Linked DNA regions of Mus musculus: all the other regions are linked to region 3. A link is a contact called in public Hi-C, HiChIP or PLAC-seq and Micro-C data. All regions are on one chromosome and are shown on one strand. Each heading gives the region's core, a stretch centred on a gene start, on an enhancer-like site or on the middle of the called end of the contact. The rest is flanking DNA. Distances are from core to core; before and after follow the strand shown.

Evidence for each region. Hi-C and Micro-C count contacts between places; a contact is called where the count stands out from the background. HiChIP or PLAC-seq counts read pairs in DNA pulled down with a chosen protein or histone mark.
Region 1: a Hi-C map of the N1E-115 cell line shows a contact between it and region 3, with 4 times the contacts expected there. The contact joins two enhancer-like sites. A contact is called at or near these places in 1 of 15 datasets of contacts at CTCF or cohesin (large pre-B cells), 12 of 484 Hi-C or Micro-C datasets (the AML12 cell line, the C10 cell line, the N1E-115 cell line and 7 more), 14 of 115 datasets of contacts at active chromatin or transcription factors (cardiomyocytes, craniofacial prominence, differentiating embryonic stem cells and 11 more) and 2 of 9 other capture datasets (embryonic stem cells and embryonic trunk).
Region 2: a contact with region 3 is called in a Micro-C map of palatal mesenchyme, with 2.2 times the contacts expected there. The contact joins two enhancer-like sites. A contact is called at or near these places in 3 of 484 Hi-C or Micro-C datasets (the C10 cell line, the MC3T3-E1 cell line and palatal mesenchyme) and 16 of 115 datasets of contacts at active chromatin or transcription factors (craniofacial prominence, differentiating embryonic stem cells, embryonic basal ganglia and 11 more).
Region 4: a contact with region 3 is called in an H3K4me3 HiChIP or PLAC-seq map of forebrain, with 6 times the contacts expected there. The contact joins two enhancer-like sites. A contact is called at or near these places in 1 of 39 promoter capture datasets (hippocampal neurons), 10 of 484 Hi-C or Micro-C datasets (the C2C12 cell line, cerebral cortex, cortical neurons and 5 more), 20 of 115 datasets of contacts at active chromatin or transcription factors (a beta-TC-6 cell line, craniofacial prominence, differentiating embryonic stem cells and 13 more) and 3 of 9 other capture datasets (adipose tissue, embryonic stem cells and embryonic tail).
Region 5: a contact with region 3 is called in an H3K4me3 HiChIP or PLAC-seq map of embryonic limb bud, with 6 times the contacts expected there. The contact joins two enhancer-like sites. A contact is called at or near these places in 17 of 484 Hi-C or Micro-C datasets (the C2C12 cell line, the N1E-115 cell line, Sertoli cells and 7 more) and 17 of 115 datasets of contacts at active chromatin or transcription factors (craniofacial prominence, differentiating embryonic stem cells, embryonic basal ganglia and 12 more).
Region 6: a contact with region 3 is called in an H3K4me3 HiChIP or PLAC-seq map of forebrain, with 8 times the contacts expected there. The contact joins two enhancer-like sites. A contact is called at or near these places in 9 of 484 Hi-C or Micro-C datasets (the HL-1 cell line, cerebral cortex, cortical neurons and 3 more), 18 of 115 datasets of contacts at active chromatin or transcription factors (SST interneurons, VIP interneurons, astrocytes and 14 more) and 3 of 9 other capture datasets (adipose tissue, embryonic stem cells and embryonic tail).
Region 7: a Hi-C map of epidermal suprabasal cells shows a contact between it and region 3, with 3 times the contacts expected there. The contact joins two enhancer-like sites. A contact is called at or near these places in 6 of 484 Hi-C or Micro-C datasets (the AML12 cell line, the C10 cell line, cerebral cortex and 3 more), 15 of 115 datasets of contacts at active chromatin or transcription factors (craniofacial prominence, embryonic basal ganglia, embryonic forebrain and 11 more) and 1 of 9 other capture datasets (embryonic stem cells).

The regions. Positions count from the first base shown.
Region 1 is chr5:131,915,482-131,919,216 of GRCm38.p6, forward strand. All of the region lies in intron 4 of Auts2 (autism susceptibility candidate 2), which reads right to left. Among named protein-coding and RNA genes, the nearest start is that of 4930563F08Rik, 37 kb to the left of the region's middle. Within about 2 kb of position 1,695, at least 11 of the 459 cell types and tissues checked have an H3K27ac peak or open chromatin away from gene starts, as enhancers often do. A contact at or near this core is called in the N1E-115 cell line, where this site is marked.
Region 2 is chr5:131,990,665-131,994,320 of GRCm38.p6, forward strand. All of the region lies in intron 4 of Auts2 (autism susceptibility candidate 2), which reads right to left. Among named protein-coding and RNA genes, the nearest start is that of 4930563F08Rik, 110 kb to the left of the region's middle. Within about 2 kb of position 2,092, at least 25 of the 459 cell types and tissues checked have an H3K27ac peak or open chromatin away from gene starts, as enhancers often do. A contact at or near this core is called in palatal mesenchyme, where this site is marked.
Region 3 is chr5:131,535,794-131,539,647 of GRCm38.p6, forward strand. All of the region lies in intron 5 of Auts2 (autism susceptibility candidate 2), which reads right to left. Among named protein-coding and RNA genes, the nearest start is that of Gm29681, 120 kb to the left of the region's middle. Within about 2 kb of position 2,183, at least 172 of the 459 cell types and tissues checked have an H3K27ac peak or open chromatin away from gene starts, as enhancers often do. A contact at or near this core is called in the N1E-115 cell line, SST interneurons, cortical neurons and 5 more, where this site is marked.
Region 4 is chr5:131,946,773-131,950,352 of GRCm38.p6, forward strand. All of the region lies in intron 4 of Auts2 (autism susceptibility candidate 2), which reads right to left. Among named protein-coding and RNA genes, the nearest start is that of 4930563F08Rik, 68 kb to the left of the region's middle. Within about 2 kb of position 1,874, at least 27 of the 459 cell types and tissues checked have an H3K27ac peak or open chromatin away from gene starts, as enhancers often do. A contact at or near this core is called in craniofacial prominence and forebrain, where this site is marked.
Region 5 is chr5:131,850,959-131,854,711 of GRCm38.p6, forward strand. The region is part of intron 4 of Auts2 (autism susceptibility candidate 2); the gene reads right to left. Among named protein-coding and RNA genes, the nearest start is that of 4930563F08Rik, 27 kb to the right of the region's middle. Within about 2 kb of position 1,468, at least 36 of the 459 cell types and tissues checked have an H3K27ac peak or open chromatin away from gene starts, as enhancers often do. A contact at or near this core is called in the N1E-115 cell line and embryonic limb bud, where this site is marked.
Region 6 is chr5:132,028,001-132,031,780 of GRCm38.p6, forward strand. Auts2 (autism susceptibility candidate 2) reads right to left here. Exons shown (of 20, transcript NM_001363480.1): 4 at 2,990-3,025. Among named protein-coding and RNA genes, the nearest start is that of 4930563F08Rik, 150 kb to the left of the region's middle. Within about 2 kb of position 1,876, at least 24 of the 459 cell types and tissues checked have an H3K27ac peak or open chromatin away from gene starts, as enhancers often do. A contact at or near this core is called in SST interneurons, cortical neurons and forebrain, where this site is marked.
Region 7 is chr5:131,895,892-131,899,537 of GRCm38.p6, forward strand. All of the region lies in intron 4 of Auts2 (autism susceptibility candidate 2), which reads right to left. Among named protein-coding and RNA genes, the nearest start is that of 4930563F08Rik, 17 kb to the left of the region's middle. Within about 2 kb of position 2,345, at least 28 of the 459 cell types and tissues checked have an H3K27ac peak or open chromatin away from gene starts, as enhancers often do. A contact at or near this core is called in epidermal suprabasal cells, where this site is marked.

The sequences.
Region 1 (3,735 bases), core at 445-2,944, 380 kb after region 3:
AGAAGTAATACAAAGCAGACCTCAACTCAGAGAAAGCAACAGAGGCGGAGGGCTTACCTCACCGTGCCCTTCCACTGCCTTTACTGCTTGTCTTTAAAAGAATCTACTTTGAATATTCCCTAGCATCCATTTTAGACTGAAGAAAAGATCCAATGGTCCCTGGTGTTCCATATTCCCTAAGAATTCAGGAACAGACACCTTAGGCTGCCAGGGCTACAACCATGTGTAAAAGCAGAGACCCACTGTTAGCGCTTCTCCATGAGACATAAAAGCCACTCAGTTTGCTTAAATGATTAAGAAATTAAAGGTGAGCTATGGAGATGGCTCAGTTACTTTCCTCCCAAGCATGAGAATCTCAGTTTGATTCCTAGAATCCATGTGGAGGGGGTGGGGGTGGGGGAGGGGGAAAGGCAGGATGTGGTGGCAGGTGCTTATAACTCCAGCACTAGGAAGGCGCAGCGGGGACTGGCTACCTGTCACCCAGCCTACTACTGGAGTTCTAGCTGTGGAGAAACCCTGACTCAAAAATAAAACCAAGGATGGTGATGCCTGAGGAACAGCACTAGGGTTTATCCTCTGGTCCCTATGTGTGTATACTATACACACATGCATGAAAATAGGTTTACACGAGTGTAGACACCTGCATACACACACACACACACGTGCGTATCTGTGAGTGAGTACATACACCACACACTCACACAGAACCCAGTTTGGCATCATCTGCGTTAGCCATTTATTCTACAGAAAACAGTTGTCACTCTGAGTAACTGGGGAGAGAGATCTTCTCCAAAGATGCCACGTCTTTAATCCCAGCAGACAACAATCAGAGTGTCAGTGAGTTTGAGGCCAGCCTGGTCTACAAAGCGAGTTCTAGGACAACCAGGGCTGTTACATAGAAGAAAAACAAACCCTGTCTCAGGAAAAACAAAATCACAAAAAAGAGCAATGAGCCTTTCAGGGGTTCTTTGTGACACAGCCCATCAAGAGTGACACCTTCTGTCTGATATATTCATCTACATGTTTATTGAACACGTTCCTGTTTTCATTCACATTATTTTGATTAATGTATGAATGGGTGCAAGAATACAGTAGAAAAATCTAAGGTGACTGTGCCTTCCAATGAATGAAAATGAGACACCTCCTTACTGTATTTTATAACTAAAACACATCCTGTATTATTATTGTTGTTGTTATTATTATTATTATTATTATTATTATTGCAACATACTTCCTCTGACTTCAGCTTTGAAGTAATGATATAAAATTCATTTTATTTCTTTTCCAAGCCTGGCTCTTTCACACACAACATCAGACTTGTCATATCTGAGGAATTATTAAAATAAGATGGAGCCTGCTATTTCTGGGCAGAAAAGCCTCTTTGAGCCAGCGTCCTCAGGAGAGACTCGGTCTCCATCTCATTAGTCGATGCTGAGACATGTCCTAGTCTTCGAGTTCAAGGTGATGAAAGATTAGGGCGTTGGGCCTCATCTCATTCTGTATGCAGTGTGAGTCCTTCCCTGCCCGTGAACACGAAATTACATTGAACCTGGGGAGTCTAACTCCATTAATTTTAAATGGAAGATTAATTTAACAATATGCGGCAGGTATTTGTTACAGACCTATCATGTAAAAGTGACAGTTGGCAATAAATTGTACTGACTCACACTGGCCAGTGGCCCTGGCTCGAATAAATCAGGAGGTATTTCCACATAATTGCTGTTTTTTAAGACGGGAAATGGGTGATGTGTTTCTCTGATGAAAGACCAGGGCAAGCCCATTCAAAGAAACAGTGGCTGATGGGAAAGGCACGATTCAGCTCTGGAGGGAAATGCTTTTAATGAGTATTTCTACAATAACCAGGGACGAATAACAAATCCTGTACTGATGCAGAGCAATGTTTAAAAAAAAAACACTACAATAATTCTGTTGTTTGAAATTGTCATGGTATTTTTTTAATCAATTTCCTTGAGGTAACTACAGTAATAATACCCCAGAAATAACCAATTGCAAGTGATAAGGAGAGAATGTAAAGGGGAGGAGGGGGAAAAGGTATGGCTGCTGATAAGGGAGATAGATTCTGCCTTTTCTACAAGTCCCTGTAATAATGAATAGACATCAAAAACTTGTAAGGCTTGGGGGTAGGGAGGACAAAAGGGAAGGTGCAATTAAAGTGGACTGTTTCCAAAGACAAATGCACGAGGTTCTCTTTATTCTTCTTCTTCTTTTTCTTTTTCTTTTTCTTTTTCTTTTTCCTGCCATGTTGTAATTCTTAAAGCTCTCAAAGCAAATCCGAATCTTCAAGTAAATGACAGGAAAAAAGGAAAGGCCCACAATGCCTCAGAGCTTGACTGCTTGGAGGTAAGCCAGGCAAGAGAGAAGACACAAGGAGGCTAAGGGCACTTCTCAGGAGAGGCTACGTTTGGGAACAGCAACTGGCATGAGGGTCCCGCTGCCTTCTCCCTGCCCAAGGAAGAGTCCTTCTCATCTCTCATCTGCAAGCAGCTGCCTGTCCAGCACTCAGGGAAAGGGTGCTGAAGGGCCTGTGTCTGCACTAGAGCCCAACACAATTCTTTAAAAAGATGAGCAGGGTAAGGATGCTCGCCCTCCCTCCACGCACCCTCTCATTAACTCAAAGAATCGTTGGGATGTTGGCTCAAAGGCCTGCCTCTCAGAAGCATGGCTCATCTGGATGCCTGCTAGTTAGTAAGTAGTCTGAGGGGCAGAAGAAGTTAGGCGGCTCTTGAAATGTTACTTGACACACCCCCTGACTCAATTCTCCATCCCTTTTCCAAGAAATCCTTCCCCACAGGAGAAGGGCCAATCACCCCAGAGCACCTTCCAGCTGTAGCTCCTTCAGAGGGTCCAGGCTGCCCAAGTGGAACTGTCTTAACCCCCTAGGGTCTCTGATAAAGGTCTTCTCATCAAGCCACTGCTAATCTCATCCCATCATTTTGAAACGCAGACTACTGACTTACAACTGGCTGTTCCTTGAGACTGGTGAACGAGACCACTCCAAGTTCCCCATGCTGTAGTCTTAGTCTTGAGAGTTCTGCTCAGTCCTTCTAGGGTCCTCTTACTCACCCTTTAAAAGCTAAAACCAATTGCATATCCTCTGTGAAGAAGTCAATGCCTAGTTTAAGTGTTCCTGGGGAGAAGTCTGCCATACTCATTTTTCTGGAGCATTAGACCAACATAGCAGACATTGGTTACATTCATGATAACCAAGCTAGCTTAAAGAAGGTATTTCAAAGAACCATCATGATTAGGAAGAGGCGAGGACAGAGAACAACCTGATGTGCTTCTGTGTCTTTTTACAAATACATTGTGGAGTTTATATATTATTATATAGGGCTGACAAGTAAATTATAGTATATATTTGGGAATAAATGGTAATGACAGTAGGGTCAGGATGGGGAGAAGCCGAATTACTCGTCACTCCAGATAACCAGTGAGCTTCAGGTTCAGTGAGAGAGCCCATCCAGGCCAGCTAACATTGACCTCTGGCTGGACATGTGGCACAAAAGACACACACACACACACACACACACACACACACAGAGAGAGAGAGAGAGAGAGAGAGAGAGAGAGAGACAGAGAGAGAGAGAGAGGGAGAGAGAAACAGAGAGACAGATACAGAGAGACAGACACAGAGACAGACAGACAGACAGACAGACAGACAGACAGACAGACAGACAGGAAAATCTATTCTTTAAAGGGTCTTTGTTGCCAAGT
Region 2 (3,656 bases), core at 842-3,341, 450 kb after region 3:
TGCTGGGAATGACTAAAGGCCAAAGCCAGGAGGGAAGGGAGAGGCCACTAGAGTTCTGGATCAGAAATGTAATAATTAACACATTTGTCACCTGGTGCTGGAGAGCCATAAAACAGCAATGATGAACTGGTGTGGAAGCTGGCATAATTACCCTCTCCCAACTGTCTGCCAGAGGTGTGGGGCTTAATCAGGAGCAGTTCTCAAAACAACCCTAGCCTCTGGGCCCAGCACAAAACTCACATGGCCGCTTCTGGGAGTGAGAAGCAGACAGTTGATTTGAAGAGTTTTTTTTTCCCCCCTCATCTGATGAAACATGAATAAATCACACATCATCAGGTTTATCATTTTTTCTCCTCAGAGAAATATGAAATATTATAGATCATCTCCAGTACATCAGCTTCTTCACACTCCATTAGCATGAAGGGACTATTTTTTGATATAATTTATCAAACCATTGGCCCCATCTCTCTCCCATTTCCTGACAAATGAAAATACGGACATAGTGGACTCGGGCTCCTGCCTCACAGCAGCTGTGTCCGGTCCTCCACCATTTGACAGGAGAAGGACACAGCCTGTATTGATACTTAAGTGGCTGAAAGAGACAGGGCAAGACATGCCTTGAGATGGAGGCTACATTAACTAAGCATTAATTAGTTTCCAATGCCATATGAATGTGCTCTTAAAAAAAATGGAGGATAGGGTCTCATCTAGCCAAGGCTGGCCTTGAATTTACCTCATAGGCAAGGATAACCTTGGATTCTCTGTCCTCATGTCTCCAGCTTCCAAGTGTTGGTATGACATGAGTGACTCACCATTCCCAACTTATGTAGTTCTGGGAACTGAACTCAGGGCTTTGTGCTAGGCACACACAAACACACACACACACACACACACACACACACACACACTTTACCAAGTGAACTACAACCAAAAGTCATCCATTTACCACCGTTTAAAAGTGAAGAAAAATATTTTAGAAAAGTCAGTTTTACTCCAACCGATCCCACACTGAGGTGATTCGGTTCTTGCTCAGGAGGGCTGCCTGAGACACAATTAACTGAAAGCCAGAAAAACAAAATAGGACAAAATCAAACACATACACACACACACACAAACCAACTAACCAAATAAAAACTACATTGGGTAGAGGTCAGTTTTTCATGATATAAACAAATTACATATCATTTGTTCTCTATGTGAAAAAAATTATAAAGAACCACAGAACCTTGTCCCAAATACCAACACACCCCTGAGCTGTGAGGAGGAGGTGTACCTATAAATGCCACAGATACAAGGCCACTGAGAACATTATCACTCTTCAAGCTGGGAGCTACATGGCTGTTCATGATGTCTCTTTTCCTTACTATCTAACAATGCATTTAAAAATGATCAAATAGAGGCTGGAGACATGGCTCAGAGGTGAGGAGTACTTGCTGCTCTTGCAAAGGATATGAGTTTGGTTTCCAGCACTCACGTTAGGAGACTCAGTACTGCCTGTAATTCCGACTTCAGGGAATTGATGCCTTCTTCTGGCTCTGGAGGGCACCAGATAAATATACTTATACGCATGCACACAGACACCTGAATACAAGAAAAAAAATAATAAAATAGACAAATCAAATAAAATCTTGGCTAGTCAAAGGCACCATGGGGGTAGCCACGGTGAAGAAAACTGGACAAGACAGTAACAACAGATGCAAACTGAGAAGGCAGAAGATAAATTCAAGTAGTCAGCTGTGAGAAACTGAAATTGGAACAACACCCACCACATTTGTGCAGCTGAAGGCAGAACATAGGCTGCAATTGAGGTCCAACCCAGGAACCAAAGGATTAGCAAAACTGCAAAGGCGGTGCACAAGGACGAGCAATTCAGGGCTAGTGTTACAATTTCAGGGAAGCCTGTGTGGAATCTTCTACTAGAAGACAAACTCCATTAACGCCGGCTACAAATGACTGTTGACGGAGCCATCTTACTCTGAGAAAACCAGAAGTTGTGGACAAGAATTCACTCCTGCCTCTCTTCCGAAGACCTGTACTTTCCTACTCTGTTTGTTATTCTTCGAATGATAAAGTATTTTCTTCCATTTTAGGGCTGAGCTGCGACAGGGCAGCTTGGGAAATAATTCAAAGCAGAGTGAGAAACTCGTGCCAACCCCTGATGTTTTTCTTCAGCTACAGAAATGCAATCGGATAACTTATTTTTGAGAATCTGAAGTTTATTAGGCTGGTATTTATTTTGGTTTCCCTGGAGGGTACAATTATGTTTTAGAAAGACCTGTGGCTGAGAGACTCTCACAATAAACTATTTCTATGCTAACCACATGGACCAGAGGAGTGAAGAAAGCCTCCTTTTGTATAGTGCGTTGCGGTGGCTTCGGCGCTTCTTTCCTGGTAGCGACAGCCTGGTCTTGGTGCTCCAGTTCCTCTGACCGCTACCCACCCTAGAAAATTTTTACAAAAGCTGCATCTGAAGGAGTCTGAAAGGAGATAAATGCCACCATGACAGACTCTTCTTGCCCAACCGCAGCATTAATCCCAGCATTTGCCATGAGAATTATATGCCAAACTTGGTAACAAGCTGGGCAGAGCTGGTTTTGAGGGCATGCCATTCCCTCTAGAGCAAAAAAAAAAAAAAAAAAAAAAAGGCAGACTAAACTCAGAGATCGACTTTCATAAGAAAGGTTCCTTTGTTCTGCTAAGTTCCTGTCTCCGATTTCTGTTTCTGAACAAATTCTACTGCACAAGGTGAGTCCACGGGCCAAGAAGACAGGTCGTTTTCAGAGCTGTGGAAAGGCAAGCTTAAGATTTGTAGCAAACCTCTGCCAAATTAATGTGAGATTAAAAAAAAATATGCACATGGGGGTTGGGGAGATGGATCCATCAATAAAGTGCCTGCTTTGTAAGCATGAGGACATGTGCATAATGCTCAGAAACCATGTATAAAATAGCTAGATATGGTATTAATCACCAGCATAGAGGAAGTAGAGACAAGCGGCTCCCTGGGCTAGTTGGAGCCAGGGGACAGCCGACATAGGAAATGTGGCCAATGAAAGATTTTGTTTAAAAAAAAAAAAGTGAGTAGTGGAACCCCCTCCCAAGAAGAACATGAACACATGTGAACATGTGTACACACACTAATCCACATGCTCACAGGAAGCCTGACATGGGTTTTAGCACCTCCTCTGTTTCCCAAGACAGCAAGTTATACCACCAGGGATGACCAAGAAAGTGATGGCATATAGCTTTTAAAATGCTCAGTGTAGCTTTCTCTCTGGATACCCATGGCTCCTAAAGGACCCCATCTCTTGCCCCACAATGGCGACCAACACGCATGTTTTGGGGCCTAAAAGAACCATCGACATGAAGGAGTTACAGTCATGTCCAGGCTTTCTCTCCACTTGTCCATATCTGGCAGGATGCAGCCAACCTTAGTCACGCAAGGTTTACCTCCAGCTTTTTCAGAGCCATGACATACTTCAAGAAGATGACGGGGCTGCTTGAGATGAGAGCAGCATACGGTGGCGTCTGGCTGAGCCTAAGGCCTGGCCAAGGTAAACAGAAGCAAAGGCCAGGCAGGAAGGGGAGATGGTGAGAGGCCATGTCTGCCAAAACTGAGTCATAAGAAACGATGAGTCTCAGAGAACCCCGGTGCTGCC
Region 3 (3,854 bases), core at 933-3,432:
CAAAACTGCAAGAAGAGAGAGGGAGAAGCAACTTGTTAAGGCTGCATTTGCGTGGCTCTAGGTATGGGAGCCAGAGCTGGATTAGGCGGTAGGCGGCAGCCCCTGTGATTCTGTCACCTTTGTGAGCACCACTAGGCTCTGAGTATGCTCTCAAGTAGATAATGAAGTGACCCTGAGGACCTGATGATTCTGTGACCAATGGTTGTCAAGGAAATATGTCTGACGGAGATTCAAGATGCTTGGAGCGATGCCTTCTAATGGAAGCTTTTTGAGCCCTTCAATTTACTGGCATCAGTCACAAAGTGTTGAATTGTCTCCTGTGCCTTGCTTACAGTCAGGGGGTGTCTCAAAAAGGCCTCCTTTGGAAAGGCAAAAAAACACCAAAGGTACATGTGTCTCGGTGCCTTGGTTTAAAAAATAAAAATAAAAATAAAAAAGGTCCCTTGTTCTTCCATCTGGCCTCCTGGACCATCTTCGTCCAAATTCTTCAAGTAAGTCTCCCAGGCAAAGCCTTGATAGGTGCAGATTCCATGTAGCTGCTTCAACGGTCCTCAAGTAATTTTCCTTCACTCAACAAGACTGAAAAATCATCCATACAGGGTGGGCGTGATGGCTCAGCAGGTAAATAGGTTTGTTGCCAAATGCAACAACCTCAGTTGGATCCTCCATACTCACTTAAAGGTGGAGGGGATCACTGATTCCTGCAAGTTTTCCCTTCATCTCTTCATATACCCTCCACATACACACGTATTTTTAAAAAATCGTTTGTACATATCGCTGGGCGCCTTAATCGTGGGGACATTTTCATTTCGTTGCTTTTAGAAGAAAAAAGTGCATTTCTTTCTATAACTTGGTTCATTTCCCTAATTTTTTTTCTTTTTAAATTAGCAATGAGGACTGCAGGTGCGGTGGATCTAGTGGCAGACGCATGGATGCCTTCCCGCTTCTCTCCAGCAACCATTACCTTTAGCCGCACAGAATTTAATATCAGTTGCTATTTCATTTCCTCACCTCGATTGGCTTTGATGAGTTTTATATACACTTAGAAGCACAACCTAAAATTCCCAGACAAACATGCTCTTTGGGGCATTTTACGGCAGGGTGGGTACTATTTGCCTTTTATGTCAATACTTTTTATGGTCTAGAAGCTGTAGCTGGCGTAGAAGGAAAAGTTGGGTAAAGCAGTTTGGTTAAAACAAATAAAAATAAAGAAATAAAAAATTCCCGTGCGCACGGGTGGGTCCCAGATGTTTGAAGCTGTACCCGGAACCCCTTAAAACTCAATTCGCTAAGGTAGCTCTCCAAAACGGCACCCGCAGGAAGAAGGTGCAAAGACAATTCTCTTAGAAACTTAGGCGCGGGTGAGTTCCTGCACCAGCTAGCTCTCCTTTGCTTCCCCGGGCTCCGCGTGCGCACAAGCGGGAGGGCGGGGACCCGGAGCTCAGCCCAAGGACAGTGACCCGTCAGCAGGCAGCGCCGCTCCAAGGAGCCCTTCCTAGCCCGAGCCGGTGCGGGCATTCCCAGCCTAGGAGTCCAGCGGATCTCCCTTGGGAGCTATGGGTTCACTCCCGGAGGTGGGATCGCCTCTGTTGGCTAGGGCCTCCCCCGGCAGGCACTCACGGCTCACCGGCCGAGCCCAGCCAGCTCAGGGAGCTAGGAAAGTACAAAGGGGAGCGGGGGAGGGGTGGGGGAGGAAGGCCAGGCCCGCCAGACGCCAGCAGCCCGCCTCCGTTACCACCCTGGCCCGGCTGCGGCCGCAACAAAAGACCCCTCGACCCCTGCCTCCTCCCCCGAAACCGCGGACCGCAGGCGAGCCAGCCACCCCACCCCATCCCCCCAACGGTGGTGGTGGTGGGGCAACATTACCTGGTCGCCAGGGGTTCGGCGGTCTTGTCAACCCCAAGTTCATGGTTTGAGTCCTCCGTCAGGTTCTCTCCGGGTGGATCACCACACACCACCGGGAGAGAGCAACCAAAACCCAAGGCAGAGAAAACGCCCAACTCCAGCCGGCCCGGCTAGGTCCACAAGTCTGTGTGTTTTGCTAATTCCTCTCCAAAGTCTCAAAGCTGAGGCACGCGAACCAAATCCGAACCGGATCCTAAACGGCAGCAGAGCCAGCAGCAGCAGCACCCGGCTCCTCCACGGCAGCCAGGAGTCAACGCCGCGCGCGCACATCCAACGCAGCCAAGTCCCGGGCGGGTGGCGGGGAGATGGGGAGGGGGCCCGGCCCGCGCGCTCTCCTGGTTGCTCCTGCGGGGCGCGCGGGGAACCGGCTGGCTTAAACCAGAGGCTCAACTTGGTGCGCCCTGGGGACCTGGCAGGGCTGAAGAGCAGCGGCCCGGGAGCCGCTGCCGCGGCGCGCGGAGCTAAGAACGAGGCGGCTGCGGCGGCGACAGGACAAAGGAGACCATGTGCGGAGGGAGGGAGGAGGGAGAGGGAGGAGGAGGAGGAGGAGGAGGGCGTACGGCGGCAGAGGCGAAAGCAGCTCCCCGGCGGCCGCCTCGGGCTCCCCAACAGCGGGTGCCGCCGGTACGGCACCGCCGCGGGCTGATCTGATGGGTCCTGGGCCCGCTGCGGCGTGGCACCGACACGCTCCGGGAGTCGCAATCTGCCGCGGGTGTTGCCCGCCTGCGGTGTGGAAAGCTGTGGTTGAAGCTGCTACGGGGCGCGCAGGACTAGCTCCGCTCCGGCCTGCCTCTCCCGCCTGTTCCTGGCTCAAGTGAACTCCATCAGGCGGCCCGCCGCCAGCGCCACCGGCTACCCGGGGCTGGATTGAGGGAGAGAAGGGGGGTCCCTGGTAGTGACGCGAGGACACCCCTTTCTCCCACCCTTGCTCTCGCGCTCTGGACTTCGCTGCCCGGATTGTACCGAGCGCGCCTTACTCCTGGCGCTCGCGGCTCTCGGAGCGGGACTTCTCGGCGCGCCCAGCCGGAGCCGCCAGCCGGTGCCACCGCCCCTCCTCCGTCCCGCCCCACGTGCCCCGCCCCTCGCCGCCCCTCCTCTCCACCCTGGCGCCCGGTTGGCCCCGCGGGGGCGCAGTCCCTGGGTGCGACACTGACAGCTGTGGCTCCCACTACATCCCGCCTCCGGTTGCGGACCGGCCCCTGGTCCCCATGGCGCCTTTCCCTCTACGGGCAAGAACCGCGACGCTCCGGTCCTTTTTGCAGTTACAGCTTCCGAGATTTGCTCTAAACCAAGGAGAGGCTACTAGGCCCGTAGCCCGGGGTTGAATTGCCTCTAGGCCAATCTCATATGCAAAGAGTTGGTTCTGAGATGGGGGTGGAGGTCCAGATTCTGGGCACACAGTAGGTGCACAATATAACATAATCTTTGTACTGTCTGACATGGATGGGAGGTTGGGTTCCTAGTCTAGAAGAAAAAGATCTTGATCTAACCCTCATCCCACGAATCACGGTAGGTTTCATGAACTGCCTTCCCTCTGCACAGTTCCTCAAACTATCCGACTTGTGTATACATTCACACCAGCCAAGTGGTGACTGAGGCTTCCCCTTCTATGCAGCAAACATAAAGACAGGGAAAGCAAAGTCAAAGCTTCGCTCCATGGATGGTAACTTATCATCTATCACCAGGATGTCCCCTGGAGCCAGCTCAGCTAAGCTAAGCGCGTTGGGGCAGAGATGGATGGATGGATGGATGGATGGATGGATGGATGAAATCATTAATTCGGCCCTCAGTCATTTAAGTGACTGACCTTCTACCAGAACACACAGCCGCTCTTTCCTTTTTAATCAAGTGTAAGATTCTCTCTCCCTCCCTCCCCACCCCTCTGAGTGTGCTACTTGTGTTCCAGTGCTCCATAGGACAGATGCCCTGGAGCTGTGAGTGGCCTGATT
Region 4 (3,580 bases), core at 624-3,123, 410 kb after region 3:
CTGTATTTGATTCATTACCTCTGTTATACTCAAGACTCCCAGTGCATGGCTGTAATTTACCTATCTCTTCCATATGGCAAGCGAGTTAAAAAAGCCCAGCAGAAACCATATGATAAAGGTGTGATTAGACACTGCTTTACAACCTGAGGAAGTCAGACTCCCGAGAGTGAAGGAACTTTCACCATCAGATGCACCCGACATCAAAGCCTGGGCCACTCACCGGGCAGCTGCTTTACATTAAGTCTGCATCTCTAGCAACACCACACCAGTCTGCACTCCTTGTCATCTGTGCCTGTGAGATTCTAGGGCAAGGTCACAAGCTAGCTCAGGCAACCTGTGAGAGTTTACACTCGCCAGTCACCTACTCATGGTTTTGATGGCAACACTCAGCAATTCTCTGGTTCCTGCCCCAGTGACACACTTTCTCATATGTATACACACAGACATGGTGACGTGCCTCGAACTTCTCAACACCACCTCCTTCTTCTGTGCACTGCCTTACATATTCTTGAAAAGTTCATGGGATGGGCTTTCCCACTCACCCCTGGATATTAATTGATAGGATTAGCTCTATAAGCATTTAAAGGGAGGGGAGAAGGAGATAGACAGGGCTTCTCAGCCAAAGACCTGAAGACCATGATCTCAAAGGCCGGATGAGGGGGAGGAGATGGTGATGCTCGCTTATATTCTCAGCAGGAGAATCTAAGGTTCAAGGTCCTCTTCATGCACAATAGAACTCTGAGGCTAGCTCAGTTACAGGAGGCCCTGTCTCAAAAAACTAAAACAATGCCATTAAGGTGCTCCAACAGAAAAAGACACTTGCTTTGCTGCCAGGTCTGGTGACCTCAGGTCAATCCTCAGCATCACCACAGGACAGATTCGCTTCCACAAGTTGCCCTCTGACCTCCAGAAGAGTACTGTGGCAAGAATGCACAGATATAAATAAATGTCATTCAAACAAAAAACAAAGAGTAGGCTACAGTAAGTACTGGGATCGACCTGGGAATGATGTGGCCTGCCCCAAGTCACAGGGAGGAAAAGGAGCAAGAGAGGGAGGAGAGAACACTGGCTGAGAGAGGCAGTTTTGGAAGAGTTCACAAGGAGTGTACGAGGGATGTTTAAAGAAACAAAGATCCCAGGAGAGGGAAAAAATTAAGACATCCAAGTCATAAAGCAGAGTTTTTGTCTGACTAAAGGAAACCAAGTATCAACTAGCAAGGAAGAAGCAGGGCTCTGATCTCACAGGTTTCCTCCTCTCTGCATCCAGTCATCTCAGCATTACTACAGAGCTTGACTGTGACCAGAAAAGACCTTACAGGAGTGTCTACTCATTGATGATCAACAGGTGTGTCCTGGGACTGTGTGACAGGAGTGCAAGGACTCCTAAACCAGTGTGTGTGTGCATGTAAACACACACACACACACACACACACACACACACACACACGCCAATGGATGCTAGAGGTGTTGGATTCCCTGAAGCTAGAGTTACAAGCTGTTCTGCACTACCTAATATGGGTGCTGTGAACTGAACCTGGGCCCTCTGGAAGAGTAGTACATGCTCTTAACTGCTGAATCATCATCACTCCAAACCCTCAAGCTCTTAAATTAAAACAGTAACAAATTCCAAAAAAGGCAGGCTTTCCAGACTCCAGATGGAATAGGTACCACCAGACAAAGAGCTTGTTCAAAGAAGCCTGCTGAAGGCCTAGTGCTTTAAATAAGAAGGTGAGTTCCCAAGAAGACTGAAGGGGAGGAGGAGGAAGCTGAAAGACAAGAGGGAGAAGGGAGGGGGCAGGCAGGCCAGGCCCAGTGGGGGCTGGCCATGTTACAGAAGCAAAGGGCATTCCCGGGAAACTACAGCCCCTTGCTAGGCCTGTCAAAAAACCTTAGGAAGGAAGCTGGGGCAGACAGCAGTGAAATCCCCTCAGCTCAGAAGGCCTGCTGGAGACAAAATGAAACGCGATCCTGTCTGGGCGGCCCCTGGGTAACATTTTCACTCCTGAGTTCCATTTTCAGTTTAGGTTGAGATTTTTTAAGAAGACAGCAAGCAGCACTGGAGTCCCAGGTGACAAGATCTGCTCCGATTTAGTCTTTGAATGTTGCAAATTAAATTCCCTCATCAGGCCTCTAATCACTCTTACCAGATGGGGCTTGTGCTCAATTTTGGATCCACAGGAAATTTAATGGTTATTGTTTCTGTTTAAATAGGAGATTATTGCATTTTAATAAGTTCTCTTTGGGACTTGCAGCAACAATAGAGCACTATGAATTACTGTAGATGGCTGTTACTGCATGCTGGGGAAAAATCAAGTTACTAAGTGTGACAAGTTGCTTTCTCTTCCCTTCCAGCAATCGCTCCGAGTGTATTTACCACCAAATTAAGTGTGTGCCGAGGGGATAATATTTTTATCCTGCCGAGGGGGAGAAGGAGCTTGTCTGTGGATTTTCATTAAAATGACACATCTGTTCAGCAATTTCACAAAGTAATTCTGCTGAAAGTTTTATCAGCTAATTTTAATTATTCACTCCAGTGGGTTGAATACAGGATTCATCATGTTGAATTAATACATTTGACGGGAATTTCACAAAGAGGGGGGGAGAAAAAGCAATCAACAAATTGAATTGTCATGCAATATGGATTAAATCGAGATTCTTTAATTAGGATAAGCCTGAGATTTGGTATTTTGAAGGTATTAGAAAGCTTAGCAATACAGTGGTAAAGATTAAGAAAATGCAATTAAATATTACACTTTGGACACCGGCGGGATCACATGTGAGTCAGAGTCCTCCTTTAAGCAGGACAGTTAATAGTGTCAGTTTCTGGGACTGTTCACTGGTGGAACCGCTGTCAATGAGAAACAGCTGCTGTTTGTTTGCCAGAAAGGAATGGAAAGGTAATCAAGTTTTAAAAGAATGGGAGCTGACTCCCTTTAAACCACAATGAAATAATTGAGGGCCCCAGGATGATCAAATACTTGGGAAATGCTGTTTCTCTTCAGCTCCGCAACCACTAAACATACAGTTTGAGAGATGCAAATATTCCTATTGGTCACTCAAGACACAGAGATACCCTATTGGATGTGGAGAACAAGCTCAACCCTGCTCACATGAGGGATACAAAGTCTGGAGAATCTATCTGAATAATGAAGGGCCCTTTGCTACACGACTGACATTTTACAATGAAAGGAGGTGACTGACCACAGCTGACTTACCACAGAAGTATATGTGGAGACCAGGAGACAGATCACTGCAGAGAGCTCACACTAGACAAGTGTATTCTACAGGTTCCTGATCTCAGATGTATATGTGGACTTCGCTGATAGCGACAATTATTCCTATTTCTTTCTGAGCCTGTGATAAAACACTCTGACCAAAAGCAACTTAGGGAAGGAAAGGGTTAATCTGGCATACCCTTCTAGGTCAAAATGCACTCTTTGAGGGAGTCAGGGATAAAACTCAAAAGACAGTCCTTCATACTGAAACCAGGGGTAGGAGTGGGGGTGGGGGGAAACTGCCTTCTAGCTCACTGGCACGTTCATGGTCAACAAACTTTCTTTAACATCCTAGGACTACCTGC
Region 5 (3,753 bases), core at 218-2,717, 310 kb after region 3:
CCCTCAGTTAGATCCCATAAAGTAATCCTGCCATCAAATCATCCACCCCTAACATGCCCCCTTTGCTTTTTAATGTGCCTCCAGGAATCAATGGGGGGCAATTTTCTGGAATTTATGCAACATTCCTTAAGGGGTCATTCTTAAAAAACAGGAAAACCTTTGTGAAGTTCTATGAGGGAGCTGGGAACGGATCCAATTTTCCTACATGGGTTTCTCCCCCCCCCTCCTCTTTTTTAAAACTAGATGAAAACCTGTAAGTTTTGACCAATTCCAACCATCATGAAAACACCCTTTGTTTAAACAATGTCTCTACTGGAGCGTTTTCCAGCATGTAAGGTGATTGCCAGTGAGATACAAAATCCACTGGGGCCTTTGAAAACTAGGCGTGGAGAAGGAAGGAAGGGCAAGAAAAAGTTACCCACCTAGGAGTGCTGACCAACCCATGGACAGAACCGAGAAACCCAGCGAGGAAATCCACCCACAATAACCAATCCAACGTGAGGTAAAAAGCCATCTGTATAAGCGCCAATTATCCTTTTCCACAAATGATTAGTTTCCATCTCGTTTTGCTGACAAGCAAGTTATGCCACATTTTAATAGGCAATAAAATGTATTATTAAATAATTAGTAGCTAAGAAACAGAAATTAGAGGCTATTTCCCTTCACAGGCATCCCCCAGTACTCCAGTCTATTGATGCCGGAGCAACTCGATCCAGCATAGATGGATGGAAACCTGATACAGCAGTTTACTGTGAGACAATTACGAGGCTAATGAGTGTTCACAGAGACTGAAGTGGGAAAGAGATCTAGAAAATTCCACCTAACCCCGGTTATGTCTGATCTGCAGCGGGGTCCCGGAGGAGCAGAAATTCTTTCTGCTCGCTCCTTGTTCTGAGCACATTAATTAAACTCTGAAAGGTAAAGGAGTATTGATGTCTTTCCCATCTCCCCCGCTTTCTCCCCTCAGGTAGTGTCTGCTACTTGTTCAGCCCTGAAGGTATAGTTGCACTAACTGAAAAAAGCCCCACCAAGACCAATTAAGGTCTTTACTAAGAGGCTGAAAAGAAGACAAATGAAGGCAGAAAGCCCGATTACAAGGAACCTTTGTACGGATGTAAAGCAATTAGAGCGGTCTCTGGGGAGGGCGGTGCGGCTCCAGAAGCACGCGGTTTTACAGCCTGTCTAAACTTGGAACAATCTATCTTTTTTTAGGTGGAGAATAAAAGTGAACCCTATATTAGTGTCATATATCAGCTGCGAGTACCTGCTAGAGCCATAAAGCTCCTCCGAGATCCCTGGTGCAGGGCAATGCTGTTAGGACTCTGCTCTCACAGGCAGGGAAGGCAGATCTGCCTAGTGCCCAAACAGCCAATAACAGAGGGAGGCCATCAGCTGTGGATACACCCAGAGAGACGGGCATCGGGGAGAGGCAGGTGGGCCACAGAGTGGTGGGGAGGTACGGGAATAGAGGGCACAGGAAGGCCTTGAGCCACTGCTGGAAGGCACTCTCTGGAAGATGACATCACATGGGAACAACCGGTAGAGGGTCAGAGATTTGGTGAAGATGGGCCTTGGGGGATATTTCATCAGCCACATTCCTGTCATGATCCCTCCTTTCGATCTTATGTGACATGTTAGTGCTGTTTTAGTCTATAACAGAGCAAGTTCATAGGGCGCCATGATGACTCAGCTGTAAGGACATGGAGATTCTGTTGCTAGGGCCATGTGTATATGCACATTAAGGCCAGATCCTAAACTCAGGTTCCATCCTCTCCTTGTTTTAAGACAGGCTCTCTCATTGGGACCTAAGGTCACTTACTGACCTGGTACAGCAGGCAAGTGAGCCCCAGGGACTTGCTGCTCTCTGCATCTTAATAGCTGTGATTCTAAACACATGCCACCATGCGGTTTGCTATACTTTATTTTCACGTGGGTTCTAGGGATTGAACTGAGGTCCTCATGCATAAATCACAAGTATGTTACTGACAGCGACCACCACAGCCTCTAGATTAGAACTTGAACTTTAACATTCATTTCTAGAACTGATGAAGAAACGAAGAGTCAAAAGGTGGTTAAGTTATTCCCTCAATAATTTAGAATCGGAGACTCGGAATGCAGTGAAGAGGTGCTGATAGGTACCTGCAATTCTGGCACTCGGGAAGTGGAGACAGGAGGGTAAAGGCAGTTACAGACGTATAAGCCTGAGGACAGTCTGGGCGACTTAACCTCAAAAAGAAAGCACTCTAGAGGAAAATGTTCTGTATATAACGCTAAAGTAGCCTTTAAAATAGAAACAGAAGCCATTCATTTTGTTTTTAATAAACTGCATTTGGGCTGGGAATGTAACTCAGTGGTAGAGCCCCTGCCTAGAATCCCCCAGGAAGGGGCTGGGGCTGTGGCTCAGTGTTAGAGCACCTGCCTAGAATCCCCCAGGGAGGGGCTGGGGGCGTGGCTCAGTGGTAGAGCCCCTGCCTAGAATCCCCCAGGGAGGGGCTGGGGATGTGGCTCAGTGTTAGAGCACCTGCCTAGAATCCCCCAGGGAGGGGCTGGGGGCGTGGCTCAGTGGTAGAGCCCCTGCCTAGAATCCCCCAGGGAGGGGCTGGGGGCGTGGTTCAGTGGTAGAGCCCCTGCCTAGAATCCCCCAGGGAGGGGTTTAACATGTGTGAAATCCTACGTTCACTCTTCAGTCCAGAAAAATCATCTATTTTATAACACCACAATATGGCTAAATATCACTTCAATATCCAATAATATGTTATGAGCATCATTTCAACACACTGTTGACACGGAGGCTGATATGAGCACACTGCTTAGGAGACATCATGTATATTTCAGTGTGTATATTACTCATAGAGCACATCCCATGTGAGTCACAGGTTATCATGTGTGAGCCACTGTTGAGAACATGTTAATTCCACTTTAACTCCAGGGGTGGAATCTAGTCAATCATTTGCTTGCCATGTGATTATGAATAAACCACTCAAAGTCTTAGTGACTTAAGTGATTCATCTTGAGTTTGTGAGTCTTTACTGGTCAGGTTTATTAAAAGAAAGAGGATCGCTGGACATGGTGGCGCTTGCCTTTAATCCCAGAACTCGGGAGGCGAGGCAGGCGGATTTCTGAGTTCGAGGCAAGCCTGGTCTACAAGGTGAGTTCCAGGACAGCCAGGGCTATACAGAGAAACCCTGTCTTGAAAAACAAAACAAAACAAAACAAAACAAAACAAAACAAAGAAAGAAAGAAAGAAAGAGGATCTAAGCTGGGACGATAGCTCAATAAACTGCTTGCTTTGCAACTATGAAGACTTAATGTCAATCTCTAGAATTTATATTAAAAAATAAAAAAGATCTAAGTGAGGTGGCAATCACCAAAAAATCTAATAGCTGGGGAGGCAGAGACTGGATGATTCTGGGGGCTGCAGGGCTGTCTAAGAAACCTGTGAGCTCCAGGTTCATTGAGACCATGTCAGAAAGTAAGGTAGAAGGCTGGTGAAAAGAGAAACAGGGGCTGGTATGCACACAAGCGCACACACATAAAATAAACAAACAAAATGTAGGAAGAATAATTAAACAAATATAGTGGAGACTGATTTAGGAGGACACCGGATCTGCGTCTGGGCTCAATATACAAATACACAAAAATACACACAACATTTTTTGGTTTTTGTTTTGTTTTGTTTTGTTTTTCAAGACAGGGTTTCTCTGTATAGCCCTGGCTGTCCTGGAACTCACTCTGTAGACCAGGCTGGCCTCA
Region 6 (3,780 bases), core at 626-3,125, 490 kb after region 3:
CGCTTGCCAAAAGGGAAAGAAAAACCCAGCAAATTGATTCCAAGTTGCCTATAATTTCATTTATATTTAGAATATGAGCTGAGCAGGGTATGCGTATGCAATGAGAGAGAGAGAGAGAGAGAGAGAGAGAGAGAGAGAGGGAGGGAGTGTGTGTGTGTGTGTGTGTGTGTGTGTGTGTGAGAGAGAGAGAGAGAGAGAGAGAGAGAGAGTATGTGTGTGTAATACTCATGGTATTCAAAGCCTCCCCCAAACGTGCAAAGTTTGTTCCAATCCTTCTCTATTTTGCCTACTTTGAGAATCCTTTGCAATCTGCTTATGTAAATAGTGCTCTTCACTGCTGTTCCCATCTCTCAAATCTTCTGCATAGATTGGAAAACTGACAGACCTAAGCAGACATCTTTGGAACACAAAACCAGGAAGACATAAACAAATATCACCGGATCAAAAACAAAGGTTTCTTCAAAGCCCTTCAGCAAAGTGAGACAGATACAGCTGAAGAACTGAGAGGCAAATGCAAGCACTCTTGGATTAGCCCAAGAATGGGCAACTGCAGGTAACAACACATACCTCACCTGCATGCAAATACAGACTCCGTGATGCATGGACTACAGTATCAGTTTCATGAACAAGGACAACTTCTGGGTTTTCACCTTAGTTTACTAAAATCTCCACTATAGGACAGGGGAGCAAACAGAAGGTTCTGGAGGGAGGAGGGATACTGAAGCAAGGGACAGTGTTTAAAAACGAAACAAAACAAAACAAAACAAAACAAAACAGTTCTTCCTTGTTCAGCTAAAGGTAGGGAAACTTAGTCTTTTCAAATTCAACAGTCCATGATTTAATGATAAGGATTAGCTCATCTGTGGTGATTTCCACATTTCAAAGAGTTGTCAAAGGCAATTAATGAGAAAACAAACAAACAAACAAAAAAAAAACAGTATGGGACTCAACCTGATAGTGACTCACCTTCATTACAAACTTAGTGAAGCCGTTCTCATAAAAGGACCATGAGCACAACATAAACACTGTATCTCAAGTTGGGGAAGAGGGGCCAATCACAGAAACTGTAAATACATTACTTCCATTTAAAAGCAAGAGACTCGCCAACGTGGAAGTCAGTCCCTGAAATCGAGTACTACACGTGATGCCGTTGGACTGACACTGGAAACAGAGCCCGGCTTTGATGAGGGCTTGGCAACTCCACTAAGGATTTTGCAGGGTGATAACGGAACAATGTGGGATTGGAAACACATTCCGCAGAGGGGCATTTTTATCATAGCTGAGAGCGGGACAGACATCTGGTACTCATCTTCTCCATGTACGCTAATAACACGACAGCTCTTGAGATAAGCAAAGTAAGTTGATTTTACCAAGGCAACTTTTACAAAATGAGTAAGTTTTATAAGCGAAGCAAAGTTGACCCAGCACAAAAAAACAAACAAACAAAAAAACAAAAAACAAAAAACAAAAAAAAAAACCCAAAAACAAAAAACCCTTCCAAATCCTAATCAAGGATTCGCTAGTTATCAAATATGTCATTAAGTAATAAAAGCATTCCAAGAACTAAGGAGGTAAAAAGCAAAACAAAATGTGGATTCTGATTCCTGAAGTGACACCCTTCTTTCAGGGTGATCACACTGACAACATAAATGACAGTAGAATGTTCAGGCTGTAACTGAACGTGGTGAAGGTGGTGGCTTCGGCTCTATTTCTGAAAGGGAGGTGGGGTGAGGATAGAGAGCATGGAGGGCAGGCACCGCAGCCTGCAGATCTTACTTCCAGCATCGCAACCCACACCCAGCCTGGTGTGAAGAGATGGCAGATGGGACGACGTCTGTTCTTTCAACTGCTAAAGCAAGACACGGAGCGTATCCTGCTTCTTCTGTAAGCATGAATATTCAGGCCCGCTGCGCAGAACCACCATCAGTGTGCTAACTGTATGATGCAGGGCCAGAGGAATCCTTAGCATTCTCCTTGGATTATAGTTCAAGACGAAGTTAGTGGGACCAGGTGAGGGTGCCTTTTGGGCCAAATTTAGGAAAGACTTGATATTCACTGAAACGATGCTGATTTTCATAATTCAACCAGAAATGCAGTCAGAGAAACGAGTCACAAGAAGACTGATTGGCCATGTTAAGAGGACAACGTTAAGAGCAGCTGAACTGAATGGGTGTTTATTGGCTATGGTTGGTAGCATGTGTTCTATCTTGCGTATTATAGTATCAAGCGTTACTTCAGAACACAATCAAGTGCCTGTAAGTACTAAAATACACAGTGCTATGCCATCTTGTGTAAATAGTTGTGGTTTGTAATTCTTCCTCATTTATACCATGAGAAGGAATACTAAACCCACAAAGGATAATTTTGTTATAAAAAATGCAATGAAGCAACCATCTCTCTGTCCTTGAATGAAAGATAGTGTAATAATCCCAGAGGTATATTTCGTCCATCCCCTCCCCTCCCCTAAGAACAAAGTGTAAGGACCAGAACACATATAATGCATCTGTATTTGCCAAACTGTGGAGTGTGGTGATTGCTGGCTTAAAAGCCAGATACAGCTACCAACCAAGTACAAGGAAAACACTACTGGAATGCCATCTCCCCTCACAGTGAAATAACAGAAACAGAAAAGCAAGTCACTGTGCACACTGAAGCTCTTTTGAGTACTTAGAAGAAATCAAATAATTCCATATGTAATCTGACTTCCAGCAATTATGGAATTGGGCTGGCAAGGGCAATCATGTGTCCCCCCTATCTCCTAAACGTGCTAAGTTCCCCACCGAGGCAGATGCCTCCTGATCCTTAAGGCCCAACAGGTTAAACCCTTTAGAAATAAGACAATCCTCAACGACAGGGCAGAAATCAGTGAGCTCGTTAGGGGCAAGAGGGATTCCTCGGGTGTCATTTTTTCACACTGTAATGAGGGTTTGTTATACGAGCGAACTGATGGCAAGAGGAGGCGCGCAGGTGGAAGTGGAGATGGACTTACGAAGTAGCCTGTCCCCAAGCTGGAAGGAGCTGAACTCTGTAAAGGAAGCACAGAGACAGAGCACAAAAGTCAGTGGCCATTTTTAGCATGTTCCCATCCACACAGCTCATTACCAACCCTTTGTGAGTTTTTCATCACACATCACATGCCCGAGTCCGAGACCCCTTGTCGTCTGCTGCTGATACACACACAGTATTGCTTGATTTTTCCCTTTATATCTCTCAGCGACTCAGAGATGCTAACGTGCTATTTACTAGATTCTGAGCTTCTGCGGTGGACGTAATTGCCAATTTATTTGACAGGCAGCTGGGTAATGAATTAATGATGGCATTTCGCCCTGCACTGAGACTAAACAGGCACGTGGCAGCCTGCCTCCCCGATTTCCTGACATTCAAGGCCCGGGTCTCAAGCTATTTGGTTTTGTGGCCGCAGAGAGGCAGGCAAGAGGAAAAAAAAGCCCAGACTGACTTGAAAATAAAAAGCCCAATGGGTTTGGATGACTTTTTGGTATATGACCTACTTGCTAGTTTATTCCCCAAAGGCTTTGGTTTAGCACACACTTGGCACTGTGCAAAAATTAGACATTTTGTAAACATAATTAGTTGACTAAAATGCAAAGAATCCGTGGGTGGAGGGAAGCAGTTTTTCTCTCAATAATATCAATTCAGACTGCCATAGCGCTCACACAGTGAACCAACTGAAAATCAATAATTCTGAACTGAACTCAGGGTATCAAGTACTGAGGGAAAAAAAGCCAAAGTATGAATACAAAATTCATCTGTATATCTTTC
Region 7 (3,646 bases), core at 1,095-3,594, 360 kb after region 3:
GTGGATGCAATGTGACCGCCTGCTTTAAGCTCCTGACACCTTGACTTCCCTGCATAGATTGCATGATATTAGTCTGGGGTAGTGCTAAGTAAAAAAGAAAAGTCCCTGCTTCTGATGAAAATAGGATCTGCAGGATTTTCATGTGTTGGGTAGCAAAGTAGGAGCTGCTGCATGCAGCAGTAGTGAAGGGTGCAGGACTAAAGGCTAAATGAAAATGGCATGCCCCAAGACATGTACCTTAGTGCATGACACCTCAGAAGGGTAACATGCCAGCTTAGTCCAGCAGTCCCAAACCATTACCCTATAAGGAGATATAAAATAGAGCCTGGTGAAGAATGTGATTAGGCTATAAAGAAGCTATGGGTACATCCCCTTACTACCTCATACCAGAGGAAAAAGAAAAGGCAGTGAAACTGTCTAAAAGAAGAGGAGAAAAAAAAATCCTTGGTAGTGCTTGTGTGGAAGGAGTGAGGAAGAGAGGAGAGGGCCATTGGGCACCAACACAGCTCTTGTTCAAGGAGGAAATGTGCTCAGCAGATTAAAAGGCTCAATTCTCAGCAAAGTACTGGGGGCCAGAAAGTGACCTTTATAAATCTCTGAATTAGAAGGCATTCTCTGGGGTGTCTTCTATCTAAAACTACTGACACCCACAAGGGAGTTGGAACAGCGTCTCTGCTTCCCCTCTGAATTTCTGTGTAAGAGAACCAAAATGCAGGAAGCATGGCTCAAGAAAAACATTGAAGCCAGGAAGGTAATTACATGATTTTTTTTCCTAATTGAAGCAGGAGTTTGTGTGTGTGTGTGTGTGTGTGTGGTTACCCAAGCACCACTCTCCCAGTCCCAGATCAACCCAAGCTCCTTTCTACACAGTAACACTCACTTGGGACCAGCAATCAACAGCACCAACTGGGAACTGTTTCCTTCCTTCTGTAGGCAACTGAGAGGAACACACTACAGATCCCTTGGGCCTCACCATGAGAGGGAAGAAGAGCTCTCAAGACATGAACTAAAAGGTCACAAATTTCCAGCATAGGAAAGATACTGGGCACGGTAAGGTGGGGTGCAAAGAAGCTAGATTCTGTCACCCCTAGAAAATAAGATTAGGAGAGCTGTGTGCTAGTGGACACTGCCCTCCAAGTGTGCGGGGCAGGGTCCTTTTGTACTTAAAGACCATGGGAAGAGGCCATTCCTAAATAAAGAAGCCATGTGGATCAAGTTCAATCCATAGCCTACTGGGAGCACAAAGAAAAGATGAAGAACATATTAAGACAGGTCAGAGGGGTGGAAAAGGAACGGTCTTTAGGAAAAAGTGGCTCATTCCGGAAGTATCTCGAGGCTGGGGCATACAGTGTTCCTTTATACCAGTGAACTGGCCATGTGTTGGTGTCGTTGGTCATATCCGTTCATATCCATTCACTTACCCAGCTCAGACTCCCATGCCCAAAACTACACACACAGGTATATCTAACCCCATAAAAATGTTCCTGCTGGTGCGTTCAGAAAAAAACAGTACTATCCATGCAGCTCTGAGACGCAAACACTGCAATCTCCACTAGGGAAAGAGTTAGGAAGATTATAGGATGCCTAGTGACCTTTTGTCAACTTACTTCTCTAAGAGAAGAATGCATTTGCATTTTCATTGAACTGATCAAATGTTATCTAAGAACTGCTTAATTGCCTTAATGGTTTAATTCTATCTGCTGCCAATCTGATTAGAGGTGTCTGTGTCTGTGCGTGGCACCCGTGTGGTTTGGCACTAAATGGGGAGGTGAAACCTATTACTGCAAGAACAGCAGCACGGAGCTGGGTGTCTTCCGGTTAATTGAGAAACCACAAGTGGTGTGAGGAGGTCACCCTATCGTTTATTTTAATTTTCTTCTCTCCTGTCTTCCCAGTCACTTGATCATCTCAGGGACTTGCCTTAGATTGGAGACTGCTAAGAGCATGTGTTAATTTGGGTTAAGGAGAAGGTGAGCCCGGGTATCAATGCAGAGGTTTAATAGAAGCTGGGATGTGATTTAATAGTTCCTTCTTGTCTGAACCATATATCTCTCATATGGATTGGCATACATAGCTACATGGAAGTTAATGTATACAATCACTATTCTTCCAAGACTATGTCTCTTGGGGCCTTGTAGCAACAAATAATCTACAGGAATAAAAGTCGCCTCTTTCAACCAGCCAGAGAATGCCCAGCAATATATGCTTCAATGTCTGCTTTAAGTATGTGTAAAGCCACTGAACTTCTGTTTGTGAGCTGGCAACCTTGGGTGAGCAAGCCACACCCTGTCTTTTTTTCAAAGTCTCCTCCACTTCAAACTGGAAGAACTAGTTTTGAATCAGTTTCACAAAGAGCTGTGAAGTCTCACAAGCACGTCTCCAGACTTGCACAGGAACTTGAGGACAGCTGAGCAGAGCTGTGCCAGGATTTCCAAACAATTCAATTATGAATTGCTTACCTAAGCCAACAATGCTGATATGAGCCTGCTTTTAGAAGATCCTTGCTACACTTGGCTTTCCTTGATTGCTGGGAATGAAAACTCGAGGCCTCATGTTTGCCTAGGAGGCACTATAGTGGCACACCGAGTCTCTTCTCCAGGCCACATACTCATCTTGGAGAGGCCACTAGAATAGTTTTTAACAGATGGACCTTTCTTGTAAAGCACCATGTGAGACATTTAAAAGGACCTTCATGAAACAGTTTAAACATGGAAACAAGGTCTAGGAATGTAGTTCAGTTGGTAAAGTGCTCACTTAACATAAAGAAGGCCCTGGGTTTGATTGACAGGGTGGCAGAAAAAGTGGACAGTGTGGGCTTGGAAAATTGCTCACCGGTTAAGAGCTTGGCTGCTTTTCTAGATGACCTGGGTTCACATTTCAAAGCTCACATAGAGGGGGTCACAGTGGCTTGTAAGTCAAACTCAGAGTGATCCCGTGCTCTCTTCTAGCCTTGGCAGATAAATGCATGCTAAATAGCACGATAATCATACAGAGACAAAAACAAAGTTTAAAACAAAATATTAAAAACAGATGAAAAGTTGGTTATATGGTTTAATTCCAGCAGTTGGGAGATAGAAGCCAGAGGCTCAGAAGCTTGGGGTCATCCTTGGCTCATTAGTAGTTATAGGCTAGCCTGGGCTACAGAACTCTGCTGATACACAAACTTAGATGGATGGATAGACAGATAGATGTGTAAATGGATAGACAGAGGCAAACAGTTAAATGAATAGATGTATGTATAGATAGGTAAAAGAAAGAAAGAAAGAGAGAGAGAGAGAGAGAGAGAGAGAGAGAGAGAGAAAGAGAGAGAGAGAAGAGAAAGGAAGGAAGGAAGGAAGGAAGGAAGGAAGGAAGGAAGGAAGAAAGAAAGAAAGAAAGAAAGAAAGAAAGAAAGAAAGAAAGAAAGAAAGAAAGGAAGGAAGGAAGGAAGGAAGGAAGACAGATAATACCCTAATTCTACATACTACAGTTCTATAGACTTGGGCTTATGTGCATGTAACCTGTCATTTAATTAGGAAGGAGAAAAATGGTGTTTGTCAACTCTGACTGTCATTGACCATTAACACTCAGAATGCACCAGCAGCCTTGTCTACCATCACCACTGTCTATCAAGGTCCTTCTAGCTACTTGTGTTCATAGCTGCCTA